2 separate regions of the Oryzias latipes genome follow, and region 1 is linked to region 2. A link is a contact called in public Hi-C data. All regions are on one chromosome and are shown on one strand. Each heading gives the region's core, a stretch centred on a gene start, on an enhancer-like site or on the middle of the called end of the contact. The rest is flanking DNA. Distances are from core to core; before and after follow the strand shown. Region 1 holds the start of nrp1 (neuropilin-1). Region 2 overlaps nrp1 (neuropilin-1).

Region 1 (7,787 bases), core at 1,776-4,275, 59 kb before region 2:
CATGAAAACACAACCATAACGTCCATGGCTTGTGATTTTCTCTGTGAGCTCCTGTATTGTCACCTCTGTTTCTTCATCTTTCAGGTTTTGTGGTGTTGTTATTCCAAAAATGTTATATCTCATACTTTTATAAGAACGTTTGAATTGTGTTTGTTTCATACTCAGGCTATCCCTCAGATTAAGTTCGATTTGGCAGAAAATACTAAAAAACGTCTTTCATTTTGTTAGGTTAGGGTTAGCTGAGCGGTCATTAAGGGCACAATTGAGTTTTGACCCTGAAGAAAAAAGCATAATAATGCTATATTTTACAGTACGGTACTTACTGGGTATTTATATGGTACTTATGGTAATTACCAGGAAATACACATAAACTTACCACATGAGTTGAAGGTGCTCAAAAGGTAAGTACCAGAAAACTCGTAATAACAAACCATAGAAGTATTACATAAAAACCAAGCACCATGAAGACAAAAACCAGCAGGTCTCGCTTCTCTTCCAAGTATGAAATGTTGATGTTTACCTGACAGACACGTTTCCTACTTTTATACAATTTATTCTGTATATTTACACTTATAGCTGTTATTTTTTCACTTGCAAGTACTCTGTCTATTTGGTTCATTTCAGCTCTTTACTCCACTGCATTTACACCACCACTAACCCACATCACAATTCACTTGTAAGTTAATGCATGCGCTCTTTTTAAGGCAGACTGGTGCTCAATTGTTCAAAGTTTAGATGTTCTTGGCTTCTGCCGTACCTAGGAGGATAAACTCCATTCTAGAACTTAACAGTCTGGATTGATAAACAAACCAAACACTTGTAGACAGAGCTGCAGATACCCCCAAAAACGAAACATCTTTACTCTAAGCAGTTGATATTAAATCAGAAAAGAAGACTGTCTGTCGTCATGCTTTTAGCTGAATAACAGTCCGACTAATGAAATCAAACCAGCTGCTCACAGGGGCCATAAAATGTCTGCTTTTGTGCTGGAGGCAATTATTTATCCGGCTCTGCTAAAGATCACCATAAATCTGTGTGAAGATCCCAATCCTTTAAACGGCTCTTTTACTGTTCCGTCAGTGTAGATACGGCACCGGTGGCTCCTTGTGAAGTGACTCTCAGCCGCTGTTCCTCCGTTATCCTGATTATACTGCCTTTGTCAGAGAAACCCGCTAAATTTCAACTGTTATTAGATAGAAAGAGAATTGCCCTATTTTCTGAACTATCGGGCACTCCGTGAATGGTCGATTTTTTTTTTACTTATGTCATAAATAAGGAGCAATGAGTGAGACAAAGAGTCATAGATGAGTCTGTCAGCAAGTCAGACTTTATTCATTGCTAAAATGTGTTTGCAACACGCAAAAAAACGCTACCCACTAGCTGCGTAAGCACATTTACAATAACACCTAAGCATGTTTGCAATAAGTAAAAAAACGAATACAGCTAAAGCAAACGTTACTGTGACTATGATAACTATCAACAGAAACCCTTCAAAAAAACACTCCAACACCGCTACATGTACCCGTGGTCAAAATTACACCCAACTCATAAAAAGTACAGATTGATACCATTTTTTTTGAGATGCGTACCAACTAAATGGCTCAGTTGTTTATAAGTGCGGGGACTGGGACACGGGAAATCAGGGTCCAACTCCCCAATGAGTTTCATTCAGATTGCTTCTACTGCCACAAGGAGTCTCAGCTCTGGGTGTCCCTGTGCCGGTCCCCAGCCCGGATAAAATACAGGAAGGCAAGGCATCAGGCATAAACATCTCTGCCAAACCACCTGTGCTAATTATCGAAGGCTGATGTGCTGTGGCGACCCCTGACAGGATATGCTGAAAGGTGAACATTTTGACAGGGAGTTGTGTACATCTCTGGTCATGTTGACATCAGTAAACATGACCAGAGTTTGTCCAATTAATAAGGCACACTGTTGACTCAGTGCGCTTTATACTGCAGAAAATACTTTACTGAGGCTGGAAGCAGTGTAGAATCCCTTGATCCAAGATGAAAAACATCACCTTGTGCTATCTTTATCCTCAATTCTTTGTTTTTTATAATTGATGGTTAAAAATGTGAATTTTTACTCAAAAATTTTACACATTACATTTTAAAAACGTTTTGTTCTTTTTTTCTCTTAAAAACGGATGTGACTAATTCAGGGAGCACTGGTTTAGTTTGCCTGCTCTGCTGCCCCCTTCAGGTCAGAACCAGGAGCCCAGCAGCCGGAGGTCTCTTTATTGGAGTCAATTGAGCTCACGCAATGAGAGCGCCGGACTTTTAACTCTTTCGAGTCCAGGAGAGATTTCGGAGCAGGTCCTTCCTGTCTCAGTCTCAGTTATTAAAGTTGCACAAAAAGATTTAAAATGGAGCAAAGAAGCTGGTTCCTTTTTAAAAACTTTGTCTCCACCCACCCCTCCACCCCATACAATGTGCTGCTATCTCAACTCGTGATGAATCCAGAAAGCAGCGCGGCTTCTGTTCCATTCCCCTGTTTGATGTGGCTCCGCATACCAGCGGTGTCAACAGATTTAGCTCAAAATAGCATATGCAGTCACTTTTTTTTTCAAGCTGAAGCAAACAGACATCTGTGTTGTCTGCAACAACATAAACTGTCAGCAGGATAAGAAACTCTGGGCCCCTGCCGACGCACAGTTGCGCATTCAGAAAAATATATCCAATATTCCAAAGGGAGTATCTGCGTGTGGCGCGCTGTGGCGACCTTTGCGCGCGTCTTAATATTCTTTATCTCCGCGCTCCGAGGGAACTGGAGATCCAATCGGCAGTTTGAATAAGATCCCGAAGTATTCCTGCAGCAATCGTGTTTATCACACATGTATATGGAGCCGCGGGGGGATTGCTTGGGAGCTCAGGAAGTAGAAGGCGGATCGGATTCGGGATGAGTCAGGGGCGCATTTCATGTTTTCCTGGGAGCGTCAGGTTGAGGCAGCTGAGGGAAATCTGCATATCGACCGCGAGACGCACGCGCCTCGCACACGAGCGTGCGTAAAAAGGGGGCGTGTGGGACGGGCAAAGACTCAAGCGAGCCCCCCCCTCCACATTTTCATCGGTCTCTGAATCGGGAGCGGATGAACAGAAAAGGAGAGAAGGTGGGCAAAAAATAATGGAGGAAACTTAAATGTGAGGACTTTTATTTTTTTGATATATTGCGCATTCTTTGTACCTCCCCACGCGCGCAGGAATCCTCCCTTTCTTCCCTCGCTGTAGCTGGATTTGGGATGTGACAGCGCAGAGTGAAAGACGGAGGATCAACGGGGGAGGAGACGTGTCTGTGCGCGGAGAACAGAGCGGGTATACCCGGCTGCGCGTCTGCGCTGCGCCGCTCCACGCTGTTGGGGAGGGAGAGTCTGCATGGGGAGGCTAGGAACAAGTTAAATTGTTGTTGAAAACCTCTGGATTGGACGTGTTGCCATTCTAAAAGAACCGTGGGATCGTGGAGACACGCATGTGGGGAGTGGAGAGAGGAGGGCCGGATGCCTACGGGTCTGGGAGTCCTCGAGACGCAGGTGAATATTTGTTTTTATTCCACAATATGAAGAACCCAACAGAATTTTGTCTTAATTTAAAAAGTTTTATAGTCAAAACTGGAGATTCTTCATTTAATCTGTAATTTAATCTGTTGTGCTTTGTGGGATTTGGAACCAAAATATTTGGGATGACCTTTTAGTCATTTTCCTGTCTTGGAGCCTAAAAAGTGGAAAATAAGTTTTATTTATTTTTATCAAATGAAACAGACTAAAACAATAGAAATAATAGTGAAAGCTTTGAAGAATAGTGGAAGAAATGGCGCTAAAAGGTGTGCATTTCCAAGAAAAAACACACAAAACACATAGCACTTTGTTATATTTTGTTTTCTTTTGTGATCAGAAACATAATACAACTTATCGAGGAGATAATTTAATCATTTGAAAATGAGACTTGGGTCGCGTTTTTTTGTAAAACTGGCCAGTTTGTGTTGGCTACTACCTCCGACGGGGGGTCCAGTTGTACCACTACACCTCCCATTCATGCTGCCTGCTTCTTTTTTGTAAGAAAGGAAAGTGGGAGGGAGGGAAGGAGGGGGCAGGAGAGAAAGAAACGAGCGAGAGAGCCATGTCACTTAACGCACCGCTGGCGCGCCGAGCCTCAGTCTGAGACATCTCTTACGCACGACGGCACGGGGCTTTTCAGACCCAAGTCAGCCCTCATCAAACCAGTCTTCAGCCTCTCTGAGTCCGGGAGAATGATCAGCCTCGCGCCTTATCTTTAACAGACGGGTGTTTCCAGATATTTGAGGGGGAAAACCGTCCAGGGCGCACGGTGGTTGCGCATTCACCATTTCCTCCCTCAATATATTTATCCTTTGAACTGTATTTCCCTTCCACAGCCAAGGACTGCAGCCCGCCTGGGCATCAACTGAAGAAGGAGTAAGAAAGCAAGGTGGAGACCCTTATTTCTTTTTTTCCCTTTTCTTTTCTTTCTTTGGCGCATCTTTGGAGAGGATATGGCACACCGCGCGCAAACGATAGGAGACAGGAGCTGAAAGACAGGATGCCAGCCACCTGAGCTCGGGCTCACATCAGCTCCAACTTTTCTCAAAAAGAGGCACTTTATGTTGACAAATTAAACTTTAAAAAAAACTTTTGGAGGATTTTGGATGCTTTTTTCGTTCCTTTGTCTTTTTCTTTGGATGTTTGATTTTATTCTTTTGGGCGACAAAACAAGGATGCATTGTGGATTAGTTTTTATCCTGTTAATGGGAATCCTCCTGGTGGTCAAGGCTTTGGAAAAAGGTAAGTGTGTCATTTGATATCTTTTCAAATAAAGCTTTTATGTACTCTGGAAAGCCACTAATTCCACTATTTTTTTTAAAGATTAGCTCCCTCTGATCTCCGCTGATCTGTGGGCAAACTCAATGCTTACCTGCACGCACTGACACCGCCTAAAGAAAGCTTTGTATTGTCCCAACTAAGCATTCCTTAGTGATTATTCTCTTAATACCTTAATGTCGCTCCCTTGATTCTAAGTTGTTCTTTATGTTCTTCTTAACATTTTGAGTTTGTTTTTTCTGATTTGGCGCAAATTGATCGGAAAAAGGAAGAAAAAATTTTCTTTTAAATTTCTTCAGAATTTTTTTGACTTTTTTTACATTTCTGCGCATAATTGGTATTGCAACATGTAAAAGCCCATAAAACCTATTTTAAAAGAGGTGTATGATAAGACTATGAGTTTTCGAACGAATTTAAGTTAAAAGCAACAGATGTGCCTTAAATTCACACTTTTATCTTGTTCAAATGTTTAAATTGCGTATTCCAAACACCTGAATTTGCTTTTTTGTCATGTGAAAAAACGTATCTTTTCCAGTTTTTTTTTTTACTTGCATGCCTAAGCATTGATAAATAAACCCACATTGTTTGTTAATTAGTTTAAATCCAGCTGCACTGTCGGCAGGACTGTGCGCATGTCTGGAACGATTTCCTCCAAATTAAAATTAAATCTGGGAGTAAAAGAAAGACTTTATTCTTTTTGGGGAAAAAATGCGCACAAGAAAAATGTAGAAGTTTGTTTGTAAACACGAGGAGGGCTCTGAGCTCAGCCTTTGTGCGTCTGACTCCTCAGATAAATGTGGGGGCAACATCAGAATCTCCAGCGCCAGCTACCTCACCTCGCCCGGATACCCCAGTAGTTACCCCGCCTCCCAGAGGTGCACCTGGGTGATCACGGCGCCTGGTCCTCACCTGCGGATCTTCATCAATTTCAACCCGCATTTTGATCTGGAGGACCGGGAGTGCAAGTAAGTGGGCAAACAAACTTCCAGCAAGCATTTAAAAATGCACAAAAGATTAAAAAAATGGCTTGAGAGTAATTTAAGAGCCAAAACGGCTCGATCTGGCGTATTTCTAACTCATGGGGCACATGCACGCGCGTGCATGGTGTGTGGACACAGCCGATCACGCCCATTGCGCGTGAAACCGCGCCATCTAGCGTTAGGGCGCTCTCCGACGCTGGCGGAGGAACTGCTCGTCCTCTCCGCGTGCTTGGTCTCAGAAATGTGCTTTTTATTTCTGTTTCTGGGGGGTTGTAGAAGTATCGATTTTTGGACTCTGACTGGAATCTTTGTCGTTTTGCAGCTCACCTCGCGGGGCTAAAGACGCACCAAAGGCAATTAACCGAGGCTCTGTCTGTGAAAATTAAAACAAACTCTTCTTTTCTGGGGGGAATGCATTTCCTTGAAGACACAGCTACACAACATGAAAATTTGTTGCGTTAGAAAATAAAACTGTCCTTGTCAAATATCAGATTATAATCTGTGAAGACTCCATTTGGACCCTCGATGACCGTGCGTAAAAGATCCATATTGGTGTGCGCCAGCAGAAGGGCTGAGCGGCCAGGCTTTTGTGCAGGGACAGCTTGAGCCGGTGAAACCAGAGACAGACAGTAATGTGATGAGGCTGTGTGAGTGTGCGTGCCCTGGAGGTGAGCTGTGCCTGGGCAGAGCGCCTTGTCTGAGCGTCCTTCCCCACACCGTCTGTGTGTGGCTTCTGTGCGCGCGCCCTGCTCTGTCTCTGCTGTTTGTTTACGCTGCAGGGCTCAGGAGAGCTGCACTGGATCCTGTTACTGTATCTCTGATCCACCCCTTAAAAAAAAAGAATCAGGACGCCCCCTGCTTGTTTTGTGCGCCTTGAATGGACCCCAAATATCCAAGGTTTTACTTTTAATCCTACTTTAACCTTTTGGATGCTGCTGTCAGAGGTCTGAGGCAGACTGGACCCTCCTGGATGCTCCGTGACACTTCTTACTGCTTCAGTTTCAGCACCAGAGGGACTATTAAACTGTTCAAAATGCCCTGTCAGGAGGGAGGAAGTGCAAGATAACAATGCTTGTGCTAATCTAGTTAGTAAGGACTGAATTTCCTGTGTTTAAGCGCTCACAACACAGTTTAGTTAGTTGGTGCAGGATCGTAGAAGAAAGCTGGTTTCAAAGGGACCTCACAGGCTGATCAATTTATCCCTAATCTTTCATTTAAATGACAAATGTTTCATCATTTTGTTTTGCCATCACCTGAAGCTGACGATTCCTTGTTTGATCGTTTGAGTTGAGTTTCAAACCCTTTGTCCATGAAACTATGACATTAGATAGCTTAAAGTGATTTATTCGTCTTAGTTTGTTGATGAAAGGCATCAGATTATGCATTAGAAATGCTGCCACAGCTATGTTTCATGTATGAACAAGAACTAAAACTGAAAAAACTCTTTTAGGCTCAAAAATAAACCTGGTCCTGATCTTCCTGAAGCTTTTTTTAGCTGCTTTCTCGCCCGTCTTCCAAGCTGTGTGCCTGTGTTTTCGCTGCTTTTGTTCCGTAAGCCATTTATCCCTCACCTGTGGATCACTGAAGCTTAAAATCGGCACCTAAGTCAAGTGTTTACACATTCTTTTAGGCATGCCACTTCATCTTTTGTCCACCACTTGTCCAGCTTCTTCAGAACTCACTGCACATTAGGGGTTTGGTAGCTTACTGTGGCTTTGGCAACAGAAGAAAGACTATTTATTGCAACCAAGTCAAACACTGATAGCAAGGATGGTTTTTAAAGTTGTTTCACTGCTCTGGTTCATGTCTGGATTTGAAGATTTAAGCCCAAAAGATAAATAGGTAAAAGTTTAAAGGACTGGGCTGAACGTGAAAGAGAAAAAACAAACCTCTGAAAGTCTTTTAAAAGGCAGTGAAGTAAGAAACCTTTTAAAAAAATATTGCAAATTAAAAGAGTAGGAGAGGTGACAGGATTG
Region 2 (7,705 bases), core at 74-2,573:
TTCTAACCACAAAGTTCTGATTCAGGCTCAGAACAGGACAGACCCACTCAGCGCAGAGGGGTAGGCAATGCTGAGAAACCTTAATCACAACTGGCCTTACAGTTGGATATGGGGCGTCTGCGGATGAAAAATGGGCAAACCTGTACAGGGCATAGCCCGCATGAAATTTTAAGATTGTTGACCACTTGGTGAGCCTGTAGAGTGAAAATGTTCATGAACTTTTTCTTTTCTACGGTCACGCTGCAAGCGACAGCAAACACTTAATACGCAATGGTCAGTAAGGGTGAAGTAGGTGATACACAGGAATGTTGTATGGATTATTTATTTTCTAAACCTACTTGAACTCTTCGCACTGTGCAAGGAGGCCCGTAATTTCTGTTTAAGCGATAAGCATGAAGCCTGGCTGCTAGAAACTAAGAAGTTCCATTCTCATGATGTCCCTTTAGGTGCCTGCGCGAGCATCAAAAGTACTACAAGACACCCCTGTGCTCCCTTTAGGATAGGGCCACTCCTTTCTACGACCCTCCACAGGCCCGGAAACCCTAAAAACCCATAGAACCATGTGGGTCAACCCCTAAGGCCTACCACATTCCAACTCCCCTTTCACGCTTACCCAAATAAAGTAGGAATTAAACTTTGTTTCAGTCGAAGAAGCCCTTGTAGGAATGAAGGTTTTTTAAGTATACCAGATCTGTCATCACCTTACATGGTTATTTAAAAATGTACCTGAGGGTCCGTCTGTTAAACACACAATTATTCAGCTTGTGCTCTTTATCCAAACAGGAAAGATTTCCCCTCGTTTGATCAAAGCTGCCCCTACAGGTAGCTTCTTCCGGAGGGAATCAAATGAAAGCATAAAAAGGACACCTGACCAGCTCGGTTAACGGCAGCCTGGTCCTCATCAAGCTCGTCGCAGCTGCTGCTTTGTCTTTTCGTCTTTCAAAGGACCAGCACACACTTTGCAGTGTTTGAAATTACCCTTGTTTTTTCTTTCTTATCTGTCCCTCTTAAAGCTGATGAAGCACAGAAGCGGCTCAGTGATGCAGGAGCGTGTTCGCTCTAAGTGGATTTACATATTGGATTTCAGGAAGGCCCATTCTCTTGTAAGCCTCGTGGGCTCCCACCGGGAGCTTTAGTCACACGATAATGCTTGTCTTAGGTGTTAATGCTGAACACACATACGGAGAGGTGCACACTGGGGAAAAAACCACCATCACCACTCCAAATTGGTGGCTGCAGAAGTACAATGGAAGGTGCCCGTCCGCGTGTTTGTGTGTTTAGCAAGCCACAGCAGAAGGGCTAAACCCTCATTTCTGTGAGGGGGCTCCCCTGACGCAGCGTTGACCCCATCCTCGACCTCTCCCACCCTCAATCTGACAGGGGCTGATCTGCCTCATTTTTCATCTAGGAGAGGGCGGGAACAGGAGCACACACACATGGACACACAAACACAAATCCACATTTTTCATACAGCTTACCCCAATCTGTCTGTGCCTCTCTTGCTGCTCCTTCTTTTTCTTCCACCTGTACTGTGGAAGCCTAATCGTTACTCAGTTAGTGAAAACATTCAGCAAAGCGCACACACACTGCAGGGTGGCTGTGCAGCAGCGGAGCGTAGATCGGATCTCGGCCGTCGGCCACATTTCAGTGAACCAGGCTCTAATGACAGGCCACATCGGCCCTGCCTATACACAGTCTGGTTTTTTACCCGCCCAAGCACCATGCATTAGCGTCAGTTGTCACTATTTATACACCCACAACTTGGTTATAGGAGGAATTTAACAGCAGGAATATATTATTGCCTGTTATGTTCATTTCTTGCTGCCATGTTAAAAAATGCAACGTTTATCCTTTTTACATGAAAGAAACTACTTTTGCAGCAAACACCTGCAGTTTCTAAGGCCTTATAGCATATTTTCCACACTATAAGGTGCACTTAAAAGCCTTAATTTTTTTCTAAAAATGACAGTAAGCCTTATAATCCAAAATGCCTTACATATAGATGTAAACAGATATGGAAACATTTTTAAGAGGTACACAGCGCTCTCTCAAAATCTTGGTCTGTTTTTTTGTACAAGTTGCAAACAAGGTTAGGCGTTATTGTGAATACACCAACGACACAGCTACTGTACACTAGCTAATGTGTAGCTATGCCGGACTGTGTTTTCTTTATGTGTTACTAACAAGGTTGGGAGTTAGCGTAGTCACAACAACGTTCGTTTTAAGGCCGTGTCACACTGCCACTATGTACATTTTGCGCCTGGTGCACTGATGTGTCACAAATGAACCAAGTTAAAACCACGGAAGAAGTACGAATAAACCACACAAAAAACACGTAAATAGGACATAAACCGTGTGTGATTATTGCACTGTTTTTATGGAATTCATTAGTGTGTCAATTACGTAAATTGAATGTGATATGCGACGTATACGTGATATAAAAGTTATGCATCAGTGGTACATGCGTGAAAAGCCTGTTAGACATACGTGGATATACCTGGGACAGTCGTGGAAAACCACAAATTTGCCACACAATTGTGTAAGGTTTACGTAACAATTGCATATAAACTATGTAAAATATGCATACACTGCACAATTCTTAACTGCCCAAAAATTTACAACAGCTTAAAACTGAATTTGCGTAAAGACCCGTCGGCCGAAACCCTCAATGGACATCTGGGCACATTGATGATTGATGGATTGCGTATATCACTCATGTATCATGAAAGCTTGAAATTCCAAATGTGGAAAATGCACAAAATGTACGAGGTAGCTGTGGGACGTGACAATTAGTGGTATAAGTCTGTTTTTTTCATGTTGCAATCAAGTTTGGGAGTTACAGGTGTTGTGATTATGCTAACGCGCCTAACGTGTAGCATGTTACCGACAAGTTCTAGAATTACTGTGAACGCTATCAATAAAGTCTGAATGACTGATGGAATTATTTCTGACTCTTTTGTCTCGCTTAATCCGCCTTATAGTTCTGTGTGCTTTAATATGACACAACTTCAAAAATAAACCATTCATTGAAAGTGCATCTTATAATCTGGTGAGCCTTATAGAGCAAATACGGTAGTTTGGTTCAGTGATGTGGAAAACAAAACGTACTGCTGATAACCTTGAATGAAACAATTTCCACGTAGCCAACTCAACTAAATGGTGAAATAATGTGTATCCATTGATGAAATCCTCACCCTCAGCCTCCACGCTGATCCATGTTTAAATTCTTCATCCTTCAGCTCCTACACTCCCTCCTACCATGCCGAGCACAACCCCATCTGACGAGTGTGACGACGACCAGGCGAACTGCCACAGCGGCACAGGTGATGACTACGATGTGACAGGTGCTAACATCGCCTTCATGAGACTGCGACCATCCTCCCCCTTTTGCCCCCAATGCCATCCCCCACTCTGCTTTGGCACTACCCTCGATTAAATGTCACCTTTTCTCCTCTCTGCAGCTAATGTGCTGTTTATGTGGGTGTGTGCACTCTTGCACGCATTCTTGCACGCATGTTTGCTAGCACCCGCGCATCCACTTGTGTGCTGGCTTCGTTACAACTCCAATTAGCTGCACCTGTAGCTCCCACCTCTCTCCTCAATCTGTCTCTTATCGTCTCCACCTCTGGAAACTCACAGGAGAGGGCTAATGCTCCCTCACCAGAAACTGATCTGCACACACCTGCTTCTAAAGCGCCTAATAGCCAGCTATGCAGCTCTCTTTCATCCCTACTCTTCTGCTCCCATAAATTCCTGACCCTGCACTTCCCATTAACCAGCAGTCTCCAATGATGAGCATGAACCAGTTCTTATGTTTGTTTTTTTCATTTGTAGGTTTCTCCTATAGACTCATGGACAAAAGACAATTATGATTAGTTGCTGTTGGCATAAATATTTCAAAGCATAAAGAATTGCATGAGCACAGGTACCTTCATAATGTAACCCAATATGTTTGCAGTTATCTTTTGTCCATTTTGGGATTTTACTGATACTGTTGGCACCACCTGAATGCGGTATCATATCCAGCAAATATGGCCAACATTTTTTTTTTTTCTATGGATGCCATTTGGCACTCAGAGAACGACTGGCAACTTAACATCAAACTTGTCCCAGATAGCAGAGACGTTTAGGCCAAATCTTGGCTAGTTTTGCAAAAATGTTGCTCATTTACGAGCAACTGCTATGAGACCAAAAGCACTCAAACTGCACTTAATGTGAGTTATTCTATTTTTTAGAGACGCTTTTGCATCAAGAGACAAACTTTTCTCATGGGTTACAATGAGTTTGTGTTACGGGGAGAGGATGAGGGAGTACCCAGGCGCAGAGAGGAGAGGAGGCAGGAGGTTGCAGGGAAACAGGAGCTTTAATAACTTAAACTAAGGAAACCAAAAACCACTGCAAAAGCAGGCAAACCACAACTCGAAACTCGAAACACTTAACACGCAAAACTGGGGAAGAGGAGAATATGGACCAGCACAGGAGGAAGGGAAAGACAAGACTTAAATACATACAAGGGAACAAGACACAGGTGGAAACACTCAGGACTGATGGGGAAAGGTAAAACTTGAGACAACAACAAAACAGGAAATGCTACAAAATAAAACAGGAAGTAACTCAAACAGGCCCGAACATAAAACAACTAGAACATAAAGGCAAAGAACCTAAAACCGTGACAGTTTGACCATGTGTGACCCAAAGGTTCAATGGATTTTGAGTCATGCCTAATAATGCTGTTACATAAGATTATCTACTAACTCAACTCCTGACCTAGTGAATAAAAAAAACTAGTGCCAACATTGATGCATAACCAGTTAAACCCAGATGTGATTGTTTTCAGGGAACGCTAACCATTCTGTTTTCTGTTTTGACAGGCGGGACTATAACACCAGACACCACTACTGCCGAAGTGGTTACCACGCCAGGTGAATATAAAAAATATTCTAGCTATTTCATTGCAGAACAAGTAGTCTTCAAAGACTTTTATATACAGTATGTAAAGAATGAGATAAGTATGCTGGCTCTGAAGTCCAAATCACACCAACAAATCACTCAATGCAAAACCAAACAGGAAAAAAATGTTGTCATCCAATCAGCGATGTCCCATCGCACCTACCTTTTCCAGTTTTTTCGATTTTAACTCTAACTTTACTTTTCCGAAACTTTTCGAGTCATTTGGGAATTTTGTTTTGATTTAAAAAATGTCATGTTGTTTATCATTATTTGTGTTGCTTTTTGTTATTCTCATTGTGATCTTCAATATATTTTTAATTAAGTAATTTGCTGGTGTAATTTGCACTTCAGGGCCACTGTAGATTAGATTATTGGGTGAATATCTTACTGCTTAAGACCAGGTTTGGACTCATTTCATTGAATACATGGAAGTACAGCTTTCCAGCTGTGATGTGCGTCTGTTATTAAAGCTGACAATGTTGCCCTGAAGGGCTCCTGTTGACAGTTGGAAGGAGCTTGTGTGCTGCAGGGTTAGCTGATGATTAGCGTTGTTGCTCTGCTGCTGCTTTCTCAGCATAATCGCTAATTACTAAAGGCAGTTGCTCATTGGCACACAACCGGAAAACACAAAGTAGGCGACCAAAGGAAATTAGGTGTACTCTAGAGTCACATGGACGGAAAAATACTCCTGGAGTAGGGTGATGAGGCAGCAGTCAGTGGAGAGACTCTGCTCCAGTTTGACCTTCACTAATGGGCCTTAGGCTCCACCCAGCACAATTCACTTAGTCAGCTGGCCCTTTGGCCTGTCTGTAGCTGGAGCATCAGTGGGTGACATCATGGCTGTTTTTAAATTTACAGATTTTCACAAAAAAATCAGTGTCTTAGGAAAAAGTTTATTCACCCATTATCACCCATACATCCATGTATGGGCGCAATGATGTAAATCAGACTTGAAATGCCACTTCATTATAAAAAACAAGTGATTGGTGCGGCCATTCATATTTTACTGAAGTTTTTGATCTTTCAGTCAGAGAGCCCTGGCAAGAGGGCATAAAAGGGAAAAACCAAAACTATTTTAACTGGACTTTCTATCAAGAAAAAAAGTCGTTTTGAGTCTGACATGTGGCTCCACATGAGAATTCCATCCTTTGTGTTTAATTGGGAAAATTGTTCTTTCCCTGCAGAAGCTATTTTAAAACAGTCCTGTTATCAAAGGGAGTATGTTCTCATATATTCTGCCATTTGGAAAGCAGCCTTGTCGTATCTTTAAGCCATCCCATAAAGGAGTTCACAGCCATGGCTAACATCCCAAACATCTCCCTCCCTTGTGTTTCTTGGAAGTCTTCCTTTGTCCAATTTGATAAACACCAAAGCTCTCACATATTTTTTGGCCTCTGTGGAGTTTTCATCGGTGTGGCATGGGGGATTGCATTGTTGGAAAGGGATTTGGTGTTGTTGCCATAGCTGTCTTCGTACCCCAAACCCTTGCTCTCATTAAAATTGTCATTTATTAGTGGACTTATTTCAGAACTAGTCCTTACCCCCACTTTCTATTCCCTGTCTTTGTCCTGTTCTTACCATTATTCCATTCTAGTTTTAAAACACCTGGTTACAGTCATTCATAATATTTTTTGGGAGAATGTCAGGGCTGCATTGAGTCAGTCATTCTCATGATGTTATTCATATTCTGTCTGAAACTTGTCTCCGTTTCTGAGTAGAGTTGTGTTCTGCAATCCTTTGCTGCCCTCTAGTGCTTATAGCCATCAAAGTTTATAATAAGAAAACCTCAGTGAGCCATGCAGATTTGTAGAGTAAGTGCATCCAACAGCTTTAGTCATGAGTTTTTTGTGTTGATATTTCAATACATTTAATGCATAATATTAATGCACCTTGTAAAACCTGCAGCTTTCCAGTGGTTTGCCTGCGACTTTGGCTGGGCCAATAATCCATCCTTCTGCAGCTGGACATCTGAGGACACTGGCTCTCGGTGGCAGATCCAGTCCAGTGGCACCCCAACATTGAATACCGGACCCAACATGGACCACACTGGTAAGTACTATGGTCAGTTGAGACACCCCAAAACAATTTAATTCTAATGCTGACAGCCAAATCTGGATTTGTTTGTTGTTTTTAATCTGAGTTTACTTGTCTATCAGGTGGATCAGGGAATTTCATCTACACCCTAGCAACTGGTCTTCAGGAAACAGAGGTGGCTCGACTGGTGAGTCCTACGGTCACCTCCCCAGACGCAGACCTGTGCATGTCCTTTTGGTACCACATGTTTGGGTCGCACATCGGAAAGCTGCACATTAAACAACGCAAGCAAACAGAGGATGGGCCAGCAGACATACTGCTCTGGGCTGTCAGCGGTCACCAAGGCAACCGTTGGCGGGAGGGTCGTGTCTTTGTGCCTCGTAACAATAATCCCTATCAGGTAACAAAAATGCATTTCCTTACTGTGCTAATTGAAATGGATGTTACTCTTTTGTGAATAAATGCCAGAGCCCCCACATGATTATATACATCTTCTATCCAGGTGGTGATTGAAGGCATTGTGGAGGAAAAGAGATGGGGAGACATTGCTGTAGATGACATCAAGGTTCTCGATGGCCTCAGCATGCAAGACTGTAAAGGTGAGTTTTTTGGGCTGTGTTTCCATTGAAAATCTATTTTGTATAGTCATCAAATATTAAGATTACTAAGCTTTCCTAGTGAGTTTTCTTTTGCTGGGATTCACTGAACAGTAGACCTCTTT

The links. Hi-C and Micro-C count contacts between places; a contact is called where the count stands out from the background.
Region 1: a Hi-C map of embryo shows a contact between it and region 2, with 1.8 times the contacts expected there. The contact joins the promoter of nrp1 here to the enhancer-like site in region 2. A contact is called at or near these places in 2 of 5 Hi-C or Micro-C datasets (embryo and fibroblasts).

Annotation. Positions count from the first base shown.
Region 1 is chr20:8,404,500-8,412,286 of ASM223467v1, reverse strand. nrp1 (neuropilin-1) reads left to right here and starts at 3,025. Exons shown (of 19, transcript XM_023950444.1): 1 at 3,025-3,112; 2 at 3,203-3,529; 3 at 4,390-4,795; 4 at 5,622-5,796. The coding sequence starts at 4,660.
Region 2 is chr20:8,344,184-8,351,888 of ASM223467v1, reverse strand. It overlaps nrp1 (neuropilin-1), which reads left to right. Exons shown (of 19, transcript XM_023950444.1): 13 at 3,240-3,344; 14 at 4,872-4,922; 15 at 6,856-6,999; 16 at 7,107-7,384; 17 at 7,487-7,583. Among protein-coding and RNA genes, the nearest start is that of itgb1, 15 kb to the right of the region's middle. Within about 2 kb of position 1,323, at least 1 of the 8 cell types and tissues checked has an H3K27ac peak or open chromatin away from gene starts, as enhancers often do.